Linked DNA regions of Mus musculus: all the other regions are linked to region 1. The links are chromatin contacts, called in public Hi-C maps. All regions are on one chromosome and are shown on one strand. The core of a region is the stretch at or near the end of the contact, and the rest is flanking DNA. Distances in the headings are between cores, read along the strand shown.

The links. Hi-C and Micro-C count contacts between places; a contact is called where the count stands out from the background.
Region 2: a Hi-C map of B cells shows a contact between it and region 1, with 5 read pairs. The contact joins the promoter of Pgrmc2 here to the promoter of Mynn in region 1. A contact is called at or near these places in 1 of 39 promoter capture datasets (pre-B cells) and 1 of 484 Hi-C or Micro-C datasets (B cells).
Region 3: a contact with region 1 is called in a Hi-C map of B cells, with 6 read pairs. The contact joins the promoter of Mtfr1 here to the promoter of Mynn in region 1. A contact is called at or near these places in 1 of 39 promoter capture datasets (pre-B cells) and 1 of 484 Hi-C or Micro-C datasets (B cells).
Region 4: a Hi-C map of B cells shows a contact between it and region 1, with 6 read pairs. The contact joins the promoter of Ythdf3 here to the promoter of Mynn in region 1. A contact is called at or near these places in 2 of 484 Hi-C or Micro-C datasets (B cells and CD4 T cells).

Annotation. Positions count from the first base shown.
Region 1 is chr3:30,600,729-30,603,428 of GRCm38.p6, forward strand. Mynn (myoneurin) reads left to right here and starts at 1,359. Exons shown (of 8, transcript NM_030557.3): 1 at 1,359-1,967. n-TVaac8 (a tRNA gene) reads left to right here and starts at 542; the gene lies at 542-614.
Region 2 is chr3:41,081,693-41,084,392 of GRCm38.p6, forward strand. It overlaps Pgrmc2 (progesterone receptor membrane component 2), which reads right to left and starts at 1,354. Exons shown (of 3, transcript NM_027558.1): 1 at 903-1,354. The coding sequence starts at 1,302.
Region 3 is chr3:19,186,667-19,189,366 of GRCm38.p6, forward strand. Mtfr1 (mitochondrial fission regulator 1) reads left to right here and starts at 1,444. Exons shown (of 8, transcript NM_026182.6): 1 at 1,444-1,622.
Region 4 is chr3:16,181,783-16,184,482 of GRCm38.p6, forward strand. It overlaps Ythdf3 (YTH N6-methyladenosine RNA binding protein 3), which reads left to right and starts at 1,383. Exons shown (of 5, transcript NM_001145919.2): 1 at 1,383-1,738; 2 at 2,140-2,164. The coding sequence starts at 1,715.

The sequences.
Region 1 (2,700 bases), core at 109-2,608:
CAGTTCAGAAAAAGAAAGTACACTGCGCAGCAAAAAATGAACGTCTTGGTGTCTGGTTTCGCGCATCCTTTAGGGGCTTTAAAACAGCACACAAATAGAAGCTTTGGTTTCGAAGCAGGATGGGGAAAAGGGTAATTTACACGTGCTTCCACCAAAACCCGCCAAAGCACTGTACTGCGCCAAATCACAGGCCCTGGCTACAGCGCGCCGCTGCTTCCCAGCTGGAGGAAAGCATAACCTGTCTAAAATGAGAAAAAAAATGAAATTCGGCCAGGAACTAAGTGTGCCTGCTGGTCTCTAGTGGTGTACCCGCCGGGCTTAGCAAAACAAGAAAAAGACAGAATGAATGAAAGGAAGGAAGGGAGAAAAAGAAATTGCAAACAAGTTCAAACTTTTAAATAGTCTCAGCCTGTTAAGTTAACTGTGCTTTGTTAATATTTTTTCTCTCTCCTCATTGAAAAATGCATAAACCTTAAACAGGTGTGAAACGTATATGACGACATCACATAAGAAGAACATTTCAACACACCAGTGCAACCAAGTTTCCGTAGTGTAGTGGTTATCACGTTCGCCTAACACGCGAAAGGTCCCCGGTTCGAAACCGGGCGGAAACATATCTTTTAAAACGGTAACCCGCCCATTAAAGAAACGACCTTGAATCAGCTGTTTTAATGTTGATAACAAACGCCCCAACACACAGACGAGAGCAGCAACAAAAAGGGCTGATGAAGTAGGTAGCTACTGATTCTAGAAGGCATTCTCCCAATCTCTAGCCTCTGAAGCATGTCTGTATTCAGTTTTCTCCCCTCGAGATTCCATTTCCCCCCCCTCCTGTCAGGCTAAATTTTGTTCTTAATTTATATGTCAACTTCACTAAATATTTCAGAATTAACACATTATCGAAAGGGTTTGACAAAAAGATGAAATTAAAAAGAAATTTATACTCAGACATATAAAAAAGTAGCCTCAACATTTTTCTTATAAAAACGACTCGTGGTTTTATTCACAAATTCTTCACAGAGATATAAGCAAAAAGATTCCGGTATGGAAAAAACTCTCAGAGTTTTTGAGACTGTCTTTTAAATAAAGTCACAGGTAAATTCCTTAAAAAGCATAAACGTAACTTATACCAACAAACGTTTCAGTTGTGCTTTTTAAGATTTATGACGTCCGCAGGTTCTAGGGAAGAACACATCAAAACTTAACTTTGCTCTTCTCCCTTTACTGCACTAACTCTGATTTCGAGGTAAATAACTGTGCTAAAATTATTCTGGTTCAGACGTAGGAAAACCTTTTCCGGTAGAAAGCCCACCTTCCTCCCACGTTGCGCATGCCCAGTGTGCCCTGCTGCTTTGCTTTGCTTTCGAACATCTCATCTCTGTTGCCAGGTAAGGGCATTCTGGTAGATGAGCTTTGGTGAGCCGGTTCAAACAGAATTCTGGGGGTCCCAAGAGCTTTCGGATATGCAAAAGAGGAAGGAGTGATTGGTCTCGACTTAAGCATATCCCTCCCACTCGCCCCGGTCAAGAACCAGGGTGCACAACACAGTCATCTCCACTGGAGGGGCGCTAATGAAGACAGGATGACAGGCGAGGAAAAGAACTACAACTCCCAGCATGCAGCGCGCAGCGCGGTTCCCGGAGAGGCCGGCTCTGCACTCAAGCCCGGTCTCCATCCAGAATCTGGGCCGACAGCTGCGGGCTGACAAGGTGAGCAGCTCGCACCGGATGCGAGTGAGCAAGGAGGTGTGATCCGGAGACCTGGGCATGCCGGGAAGTCAGGGCTCTGAGACCCAGCTCGCCGGCCCTAGTAGACTTTTAGCGTCCTATCTCCGGTGTCCCCAATGGACCACACACCCGGACGTGACGCTATCGCAGAGGAGGAAGGGAGAGGCGGAGCGTCGCAGTGACGTCCTCCCAAGATGGCGGTGAGAGAGTGAAGAAACTGTTTCCCTTGGGCGGCTACGGGTGAGTGCCGCCCTCTGTCTGGCCTGTCGTCCCTGCGTTCTGGGATCCCGGGGTCTTATGTGGTCCGGCGCCTCGGAGATCGAGCGCGATTCGGGGCGGAGGAGGGTGTCTAGGCAGAGGCAGCGTCCGCGGTATATGTAGTCATGGCCGGTGCCGTGGGAACTCGCGGGAGTGCAAGCTGGGAGTGCAAGGCAGCGGTGGCCGGGGACTGGCTAGGACTGTCGCCCTCCGCCGCTGCCAAGCAAGCAGCGGGCAGGCAAGGGGTGTGTCCTCCTCCGGAGAGTGATGGAACCTTTGACACAGCGGGTCGGGGCGTTCCCGCCCCCTTGCACTTGCCTGGAGCTTGGAACCTCACCATCTCTGCTTACAGGGTTCAGTGATCAGAGAGCAATGGGAACAACTCGTATCGTGTTCTTATCCTGTTTCAAGGAGGCTTTTCTTAGTCTATTTGTTTAAGCACCTTCAGGTAAAGATGCCTGTTGGAGCTTAAAAGTTTGAGGGGTCAACTCTAGAAGCTTAGGATTTTACGGCCCTGTTTACAACTGTGACATGTTTTTTTTTGTTGTTGTTGTTTTTGTTTTTGTTTTTTTCACTGCCTTTTATTGCATTAGTGTTCTAGTGCAGTAAAACAAAGAAAAGCATTTAATCACCACGAGTGTTCGATGAGGCTTTTGGGGGTTGGGAGGCAAAGGAAGAGCTGTGTTCTTTGGGTTTAGTCTTTTGTCCCACACTC
Region 2 (2,700 bases), core at 104-2,603, about 10 Mb after region 1:
AGGGCCTCTAACGGCAACTACCTTCCACGTAATTTTCTGAAAGTAAAGTTGTAAAACCTTCAGCACATGCAGGGCAGGGGGCGAGAAGTTCGACGCTTCTAGGTTCGTGCCCCCCCTCACCCCCCCAAGGCGTCTCATTCTGCTAAGGGAAAATACAATAATTTATTTTCAACGGGTATTTGAATACTTATTTTACTATTAGCAGAGAAAGAAGGAGAGGAGGGAAGGAGGGAGAGACTGAGAGAGTCGGAGACAAGAGACACGCCTGCCTCCTGGGCAGATGAGCTCCACCCCCTACACTCAGGGCCAATATCTTTGCCAGTCTTACTTATTAAGGTTTACGTTCTGGTCCGTCCTCATTTTACATACAGTTGTTAATCTTGGAAAGCATCTTGGAGCCCAAACCGACTTTTTAGAAAAAGAATGAAAACGAGTCCGGGGTGGTTGTGAAACCGAGCTCCAGGGCTTGGGACTTGAAACTACGTGTCCCTAGCCCTGACTCTCGGCAGACAAGTCCGGAGAAGGGAAAAAGTAGGCAAGTGTCAAACAGACAACCCAGAATAAGAAGAAAGCTGTCTTAACACTGGGCCAAAAACTTTGGATCGCCACTTTAGCCCTCTTGCCCCGACAAAGCCCAGAAATCAAAACGCTCCGAGGAAAGGTTGAACGCCAACGTGACTAGAGACAACTCTTAACAATTTTGAGAATTTCAGCCCCAGGAAAAGCTGCGAGGAGATACGGATTGGGAAAGGCAAGGAACGCCGAGCGCAGGTCTGTGGGGCGCCACTGAGCCCCCCACGACGCCCGCAGCTGGGGGCGTGCGCGGGGCTGCGGTCCAGGAGCGGGGCCGCGGCGGGGATAGGGTGTCCCGGATCCCCACCCCGACACCCCTCACTCCTCACCGGGGCCGTAGAACTTGCTGCCTTTGGTCACGTCGAAGACTTTCCCATTGACCGCGAGCAGGATGCGCGGCGTGCGCGCCCCGTCGTACTGGCGCAGCTGCTCCAGGCTGAAGTCCCGCTTCTTCATGCGCGGCAGCGTGGCGGCCGGGCTCTCCTCGCCCGCCCCGGGTCCCGAGCACAGACCACGCCGCCCCCAGCGCACCCACAGCCGGTAGGCCCCCAGCAGCACCAGCGCCACCAGCGCCACGTTCAGCAGCATCTCCCCGCCCGTCGCCAGCAGCGCCGCCACCCAACTGCTCCTCGCCGCCGTCGCTCCGGCGCCACCCGGGCTCCCGTCGCCGCCACTCTCCCCGCCGCTCCCCAGGGTGCTTAGCTTTACGTCCCCATCACCCGCCGCCATCACTGCCCGCCAGCGCCTTCCTCCTCCCGCCCCCTGCCCTCCCCAAGCCCGCGGCCCTGCCCACCAGGCGGCGCTCAGCCAATCACGTGAGGGGCTGGGGCGTGGCAGCGCCGGCTGCTTATTGGCTGTTGGCTGGGTAACGTTGTCTGGCTTCGCTCTCGCAGCTCGGGCTCTGGCTGGCAGCGCGCGCGGGCAACGCCCCGCCCACCTCGCCCCACACTTCCCTGCTCTCACAGCCCCAACGCTTTCAGCCTGGGGAGTGTAAGGGAAGGGCGGGGCTGAAGAAAAATAGAGTGTGCGTGGGGCGGGGGGGGGGTGGGCCGAGCCGGCTGTGCGCGTGCGTACTCGCGCGTATGGGCGGAGCGCCGTCAGGGCGCGTGCGCGGGCCCTGGGACGCCACGCGCTGGGCTCTTTTTAGCAACCCCTCCCTGCTGCGCGCGCGTGCGCCCAGAAGCGGCTTCTCTCTGAGACGGCTGGTTCGCGTCTGTGACGACGCACGGCGGAGGCCGCAATAGAGCGTGAGCTGCGGGGCCGCGTGTGAAGCTGGGCTTCGGGCACTAGCCCTAGCAGCGCCGGACACTCGGGTCCCGGCCCACGCTGCTTTTGGGCAGTGCTCCTAACAGGAGTCGGACGCAAGCTCTTCTGCGCTTTGCTCCCCGGCGGTGGGCGTGCGCGGATAAAGCAGCCTGTGGCTCTAGCTCCATAGCCTTGCTCGGGGCCTGCGAGAGTGCTTTCCAGTGTGAATTCCACCCATCTCGCGCCCTCAGCTAGTTTGACAGGCTTCTGTCACTCTGCTTGTGAGGAAGGAAGATGCATCCAGGGAATGGCCAGTTCCTTATAACTTTGAACAACCGGGGGTGGGGGACAGGTATAGACGAATGGTGGCAGCCTAGGGGTGAGCTACCCGGCATAAAGGAGCTGACTCAGAAAGGAGCTGACTCAGGCTTTGGCGTGAACAGTATAGAAAAGTAGGGATGGGCTTTTCTGGCTGCTATTAGTTTTTAGGTAACTGTCTTTAGTGTCAATGGACAGGAGAGCCCTACCCACTAACGGTACTGGTGATCATAACTTCCCTAGAGAGGTTTTAACACTCGAAAGGATGGGAAACCAGCCATTGTACATAAGACTCATCGTGGCTTTTTTTTGGGGGGGGGGGGGGGGAAGGTGCTGAAATTTTTTTCTGTAATGGATTATATATTTAGGTGCTGTGGGCCATAAGGTCTCTCTGTCCCAACTGTTACATAAATAATAGAGAATGAGCATGATAGTGTTTCTATTAAAAATGTACTTAGAGACACCGAAATTTGAATTTGTCATGAAATACCGTCTTTTTGTTTTTGAGACGGTTCAGTGTGTTCCAGATTGGCTTTGCACTTGATATGTAGATGAAGATGGCCA
Region 3 (2,700 bases), core at 194-2,693, about 11 Mb before region 1:
GTCACTGCACCTTCATCTAGATTGTCAAAAAGTTCAGGGCCACTCCAGGGCACTTGAGGGTAAAGCAAGGTGGGAAGGGAGGGAAGTTGTAAAGAAAAAATCAAATCAAATCAAAACAAAACAAAAAACAGGTTTTAAGCCATCTCCAACTGATGGGTGCTTTCAGATACCCTTCTTCTTAAACATAGACAATCACATAGGCCTGTGTGGTGGCAGGCAGCTGAGAGTCACCTGTGGGTCACACAGCTGGTGACCAGGGATCCTGAGGCAACTAATAGCTTAGCAGTAAATCCTACAAGTATCATTGGAATGGTCGCCCTGGTGTGTGGTCCCTACCAGTTCACTTCAGCAGCTTTTGTCTTTTCATCAGCCTTCAGACCAAGCACCCCTCCCTGAACTGCTCTCTCAGGCTTCTCTCTCCCAGCCTTGGTCACAGCCTGTCAGGCCCTTTTGTACTTAAAACGTTATAACACTTGGTCACATATATTAATTAACCTTGTTTTGATCTCCCTGCCTTTTGGTAGGCTTACTCAGGGTGTGGTTCAAGGCTTAAAAAACAAACAAACAAACAAACAAACCCCACCAACTTTGTACTGTCATAATGGGCTCCCAACGAGCCGTTGCTGAGTAACTGAATTGAAGCTCTAGGTGAAATCCAAAGCAGTAGCCAGGAGGAATTTAGGCCATCCAGGGTAAGAACACCAGCGCTCCAATGAGAGGGTAAGAGAGAAGGCGAAGTAGCAACAGCTGCTGCCCACTTCCCACCTCAACTCTTCCACCCTCTTCCAGGTTGTTTTGGACATAGGCTGGTCTTCAACTCTGGATCCTCCAGCCTCCAACTTCAAACTACTCGTTTTACATAGCAGGAGCCGCCACGCCCAGGTAGGAGCGGCCTCTTGAATTACTGATAGGCTTTCCCTCCATATTCACGTTTTATCGCACCCACACACACCACCGTGCTGCTTATAGCTAACTTGACACAGACTGATCGTATTTTCATGACTAGGTTATCTGAAATCTAGAATAACCCTTCATTAAAAACTACGCACACCAATTAGGCAGACTTTGAGGCGGGGGAACTGAAGGCAGGAAAAGTCTTCACTCCCTCTGAGCCGCGCCTTCCACTCCTCCAGAACATACGTCCGGGATTTGAGGCCCGAAACAGATCGCCCTGGCAGACAAAGTCCCCACAGAGCGTGGGTTGAGAAGGGCTCGACACAGGCTAGGCTAGGCTAGGCTAAGGACCTAGCTCCTTTCAGCGGGCACACATTTGAGACTTCACTCGGAATGTGGGTATTCCTACACCCAAAAGGGGCGAAGTTTACCAACAAAAATAACAGGGGCAGAAGCACCCAAGACAAAGCGCGGCACACTAGCAAGCACACGCCCCTTACTGGGCACCGCGCGTGCGCACAGAGCCCGGGACAGGTAGCCGGCGTGGCCGGCGAGCAGACACGCCTTCCGCCGGCCTCTCCTGAGCCCGCCCCCGGGCCTCAGCGAGCCGTTCACTGGTCAGCCTAGGCCGGGCCAGGGGCGGGGATTGGCTGATTGGCATAAGGTCCTGGGACAGCCAATCTGGAAGGCTGAGCAGCTGCGAAGGTGAGGGCTGCTGCGCAGCCGAGGTGAGTGGGGCCCGGGACAGAAAAGCGGTTGGCGGGGTGGGGAATGGCTACCACCCGGAGCTGAACGGTGGCGGGAGGCCGTGTTGTGGACAAGGGAGGGGACGGGGCGCGGCGCGGGAGGCCGGCGAGCGGGAGGGAGGCCGCGGAAGCCCGGAGCAGAGAGCAGCCCTCCGGCTCGCCCGCGCCTGGCCTGCTGAGCTCCGCGGGCCGCCGGCCTGGCTCCCATCCCCCGCAGTCGGCGTTGTGCCCTCGCTGGATCCGGGCTGAACGGGGCGGCCCACGGCGTTCAGCCTGTTCTACCTGGACCTACTTTCCTGTCATTGTCGGCTGGCAGCTCTGAACTTTCTAAGCGTGCGCAGTTTGCGTGTAGCCAGACTACAGAAACTTTGAGATCTGAAGTCAAACTTAACCAAACCTTTCTTTCCGCCTGATGGTTTGTTTTGTGATTGGTCTGATGTAACCTCTTCTGGCTTAAACCTCGTTTTGTGCTTGAGGATGGTCAATAGAAGTTCGGATCCTACCCCCTCCACCTCCCAACTACAGGATTTAAAGCTTGCTTCACCACATCCGGAAAAGAATATTAAGGAGTATTTCATGATACTTGGTAATTTAGCGTTCACTTTTTTGTTTGGTTTGGTTTTGAGACAGAGTTGTCTTCCTTACTCTAGGCTGGGGTGGAATGCACTATGTAGATTAGGTTGAGCTGCCTAAAACCTCCTGCCTCAGTCACCACGCCCGATTCCAGTCACCTTTTCCTAGTGTATGTAGTTGTTTTACATTACAATGACTTAGTCAAGGAAGTTGTGACACTTACTATCTTGTTACATGAAAGTAAGTTGTGTCCACATATATTGATCACATATATTGTACATACACAAAAATCATTTAAAAGGTAAAAATTATTTTTAAAAAGAAGGTAATAGAAATGGGTTTGCGATTATATACAACCGAGTTTGACTATAAAATGCTTACGAGCTAAGAAAAGTCTCAGTCACGATGTGCAGCTAACTCTCTATCAACACCCTAATCTTTGAATTGAAATGCAAGTCTAGTAACTGAAGAGGAAACTTAAGGGTTC
Region 4 (2,700 bases), core at 133-2,632, about 14 Mb before region 1:
AACTTACTTTGGAGCCAGGCAGTGGTGGCGCATACCTTTAATCCCAGCACTCGGAGGCTGAGGCAGGCTGATTTCTGAGTTCGAGGACAGCCTCGGCTACAGAATGAGGTTTTAAAAAATTTTTAATTTTTGAAACGTAGCCTTGGCTGTCCTGGAACTCATATAGATCAGGCTAGCCTCAAACTCACAGAGATCCACCCTCAAGTGCTGAGTTTAAAGGTATGTGCTCCCTCACCCAGCCTTCAATTTTTGTAGCAGCAGTTATCACACAAGATACTGTGACTATTTAATCAATTATATTGCCTGACATTTCAGGAGTACTCACTGAGTTACAGTTTTGATGCGGGGACTCACTCAGTGAAGAAACAAGAAGTGGCTGATTATGTATGTCAGGCCTTAGTTTACTCATGACGCCAAGGTTTAGGTTAAGAGACTTCTCCAAGGTTATAAACTAATCATTGCTAGGTAAGAATTCAAACTGAGATTCGTGGAATTCCAAAGCCATGCTTCTCAGATAGGAGTAAAGTCAAGGCCTGCAAGCCTTTTCTATTAGTTTTCGCTATGCACTTTCAACTTTCCAGCCTCAATTCCTCTTCCGACAAACTCCTTGAAAACCAAAAATGTTTTTGGGAGTGGGAGCTAGGTAGAGCAATGTAGAATAAGGGGGACCTTGGGAAATGGACTGATTTGCAGCTCAGGGTCCGAACAGAAGGAACACAAGAGAAAGGGATTTGGGTTGACCACACCTAAAATTGCCTTTTGAGGATTTGCATGAGAAGCAATCTTGACACAGTGATTCTAAAATATTGTGGTACTACATATAGAAAACTGTGATTTTCCTAATTTCCTGCTTCATAGGTTAGCACTTAAACTGGGAGGTTTTAAAAGGATTTGGCTAGTTAGGAATGCACACTACACCACACCTGTAAAGAAATCTTACTTGGGAAGGAAATTCAATAAAAATGCCAAAATTATAATTGGACTGACTTTCTTTGTTTTTGCCAACAGGTAAGAAAGTAACATTACCAGTTTCTAGGGACATTTTAACATTTTCTTTTTTTCGGGAGGGGCAGCAGTCTTGCAACTGTTTCTCTTTCCGAAGGCTATTTTATTCAATAAAAACCAACCCCATCCCAGTAGAGAGTTAGAAAGCATTCATTGAGAGCGTGCTCCCGCACCCCGCACGCACGCACGCACGCCCGGTGGTGGCTGAGCGGACAGGCGCTGCTGGACCGCTTCTGTAGCCTCCAGGCTAACAACGCCCGAGCCCAACGCTCACGGTACCGCGCATGCGTCTAAAGTACAGCTGCGCCTCCGGGTCTCTGCCCCCCTCCCCTCTCCGATGACGTGCACGGCGGGGGCGGAGCCCGAGGCCGTGGCGGGAGTGGGGGAGGAACTGCGAGGTGTGCGTGGACGTCAGACTGGATAGCGGAAGGTCAGGACGGCCCGGAGCGGAAGTGGGGCTGAGGCGCCTGTCCGCCATTGTGGGCCCGAGGATCGGAGGACGAGCGGGGACGAGCAGTGTGCAGGCGGCGAGCTCGGGCCCCTTCCGCGACTCCCGAGCGTGAGCCCTCTCCCTGGAGCCTGCGAGAGCGGCGGCGGCGGAGGCCGGAGCAGAGCTTCGCGAGGGCGGTAGTCGACTGCTGTGAGTGCTCTCGGCGAGGCCCAGGCAGCGGCGGCGGCGGCGGCGGTTCCTCTCGGGTTACGGTGAAGAATGTCAGCCACTAGCGTGGATCAGGTGAGGGAGCAGGGCCCCGGCTCGGCGAAGGCCGGAGCTGCAGAGCTCCACCCTCGCGTGCGGCGCGGCTCCTCTAGCCGCCGCTAGCTCCGTAACGGCGCCGCGGGTCCCGGTTGTCGGGGCTGCTGCCCAGGCCGGCCTGAGCGCGGGCGGCTGAGTCTGCGGCCGGCGCCCGTGACCACAGGCCCGGAGGTCCCGGCGGCCGCCGCGGGGCCCGGAGCTGGCGGGTGCCGGAGGCGAGGCGGAGAGGCGGCGGGAGGCGGCCGGGCGGAGAGGTTGCGGAGGATCTGGTGGGGTTCACACCTACGCGGATTGTTCTGAAGAACTTGTTTGCAGTGGCTCTGTTTAACGCACTTTTCTTCCCCCTCCCCCTCTTTACCACCTCTGTCGTCTTGCTTCAGAGACCTAAAGGGCAAGGAAATAAAGGTGAGTTTGTTTGTTTGTTTTCCCCTTAGGTGTTCCCTTGATGTGATTTTTTTTTAAAAAAAACTGTAAGCGGTTTCTTTCTTGTTTTTGCACTTCTTTCTAAATATAAAGGATAGAAAAACATCCAACGCAGCTAACAGACAACATTTACTTAGCTCCTGGGTTTGTAGAAACCGAAGTACTAAGAAGAAACAGCTGTCTTGGTTGTATTTCAATGAACGTAATGTTATTTCTTCAGTTTACCATTTATGTTTGTTACATAACTTAGGTCATACTTTTTTCTACATTTGTGTATAGTTGGATAAGTTTTTAAAGTGAACAGCATTCTGTTTGAAATTTCGGGATTACATTTAAACTTGGCAAATCACATGGCGTTCTATGCCACATTGGGTGAAAATCATGCCCCAATCACTGAATAGAATCAGTGAAGTTGCTTGCAAGGAGACAACACCACTATAGAACTCCTAACAAGTATGTAATCTTACAGCAGCGCTCTGATTGGAAGGCGTGTCTCGATCTGGTTTCTTACAAAAGCC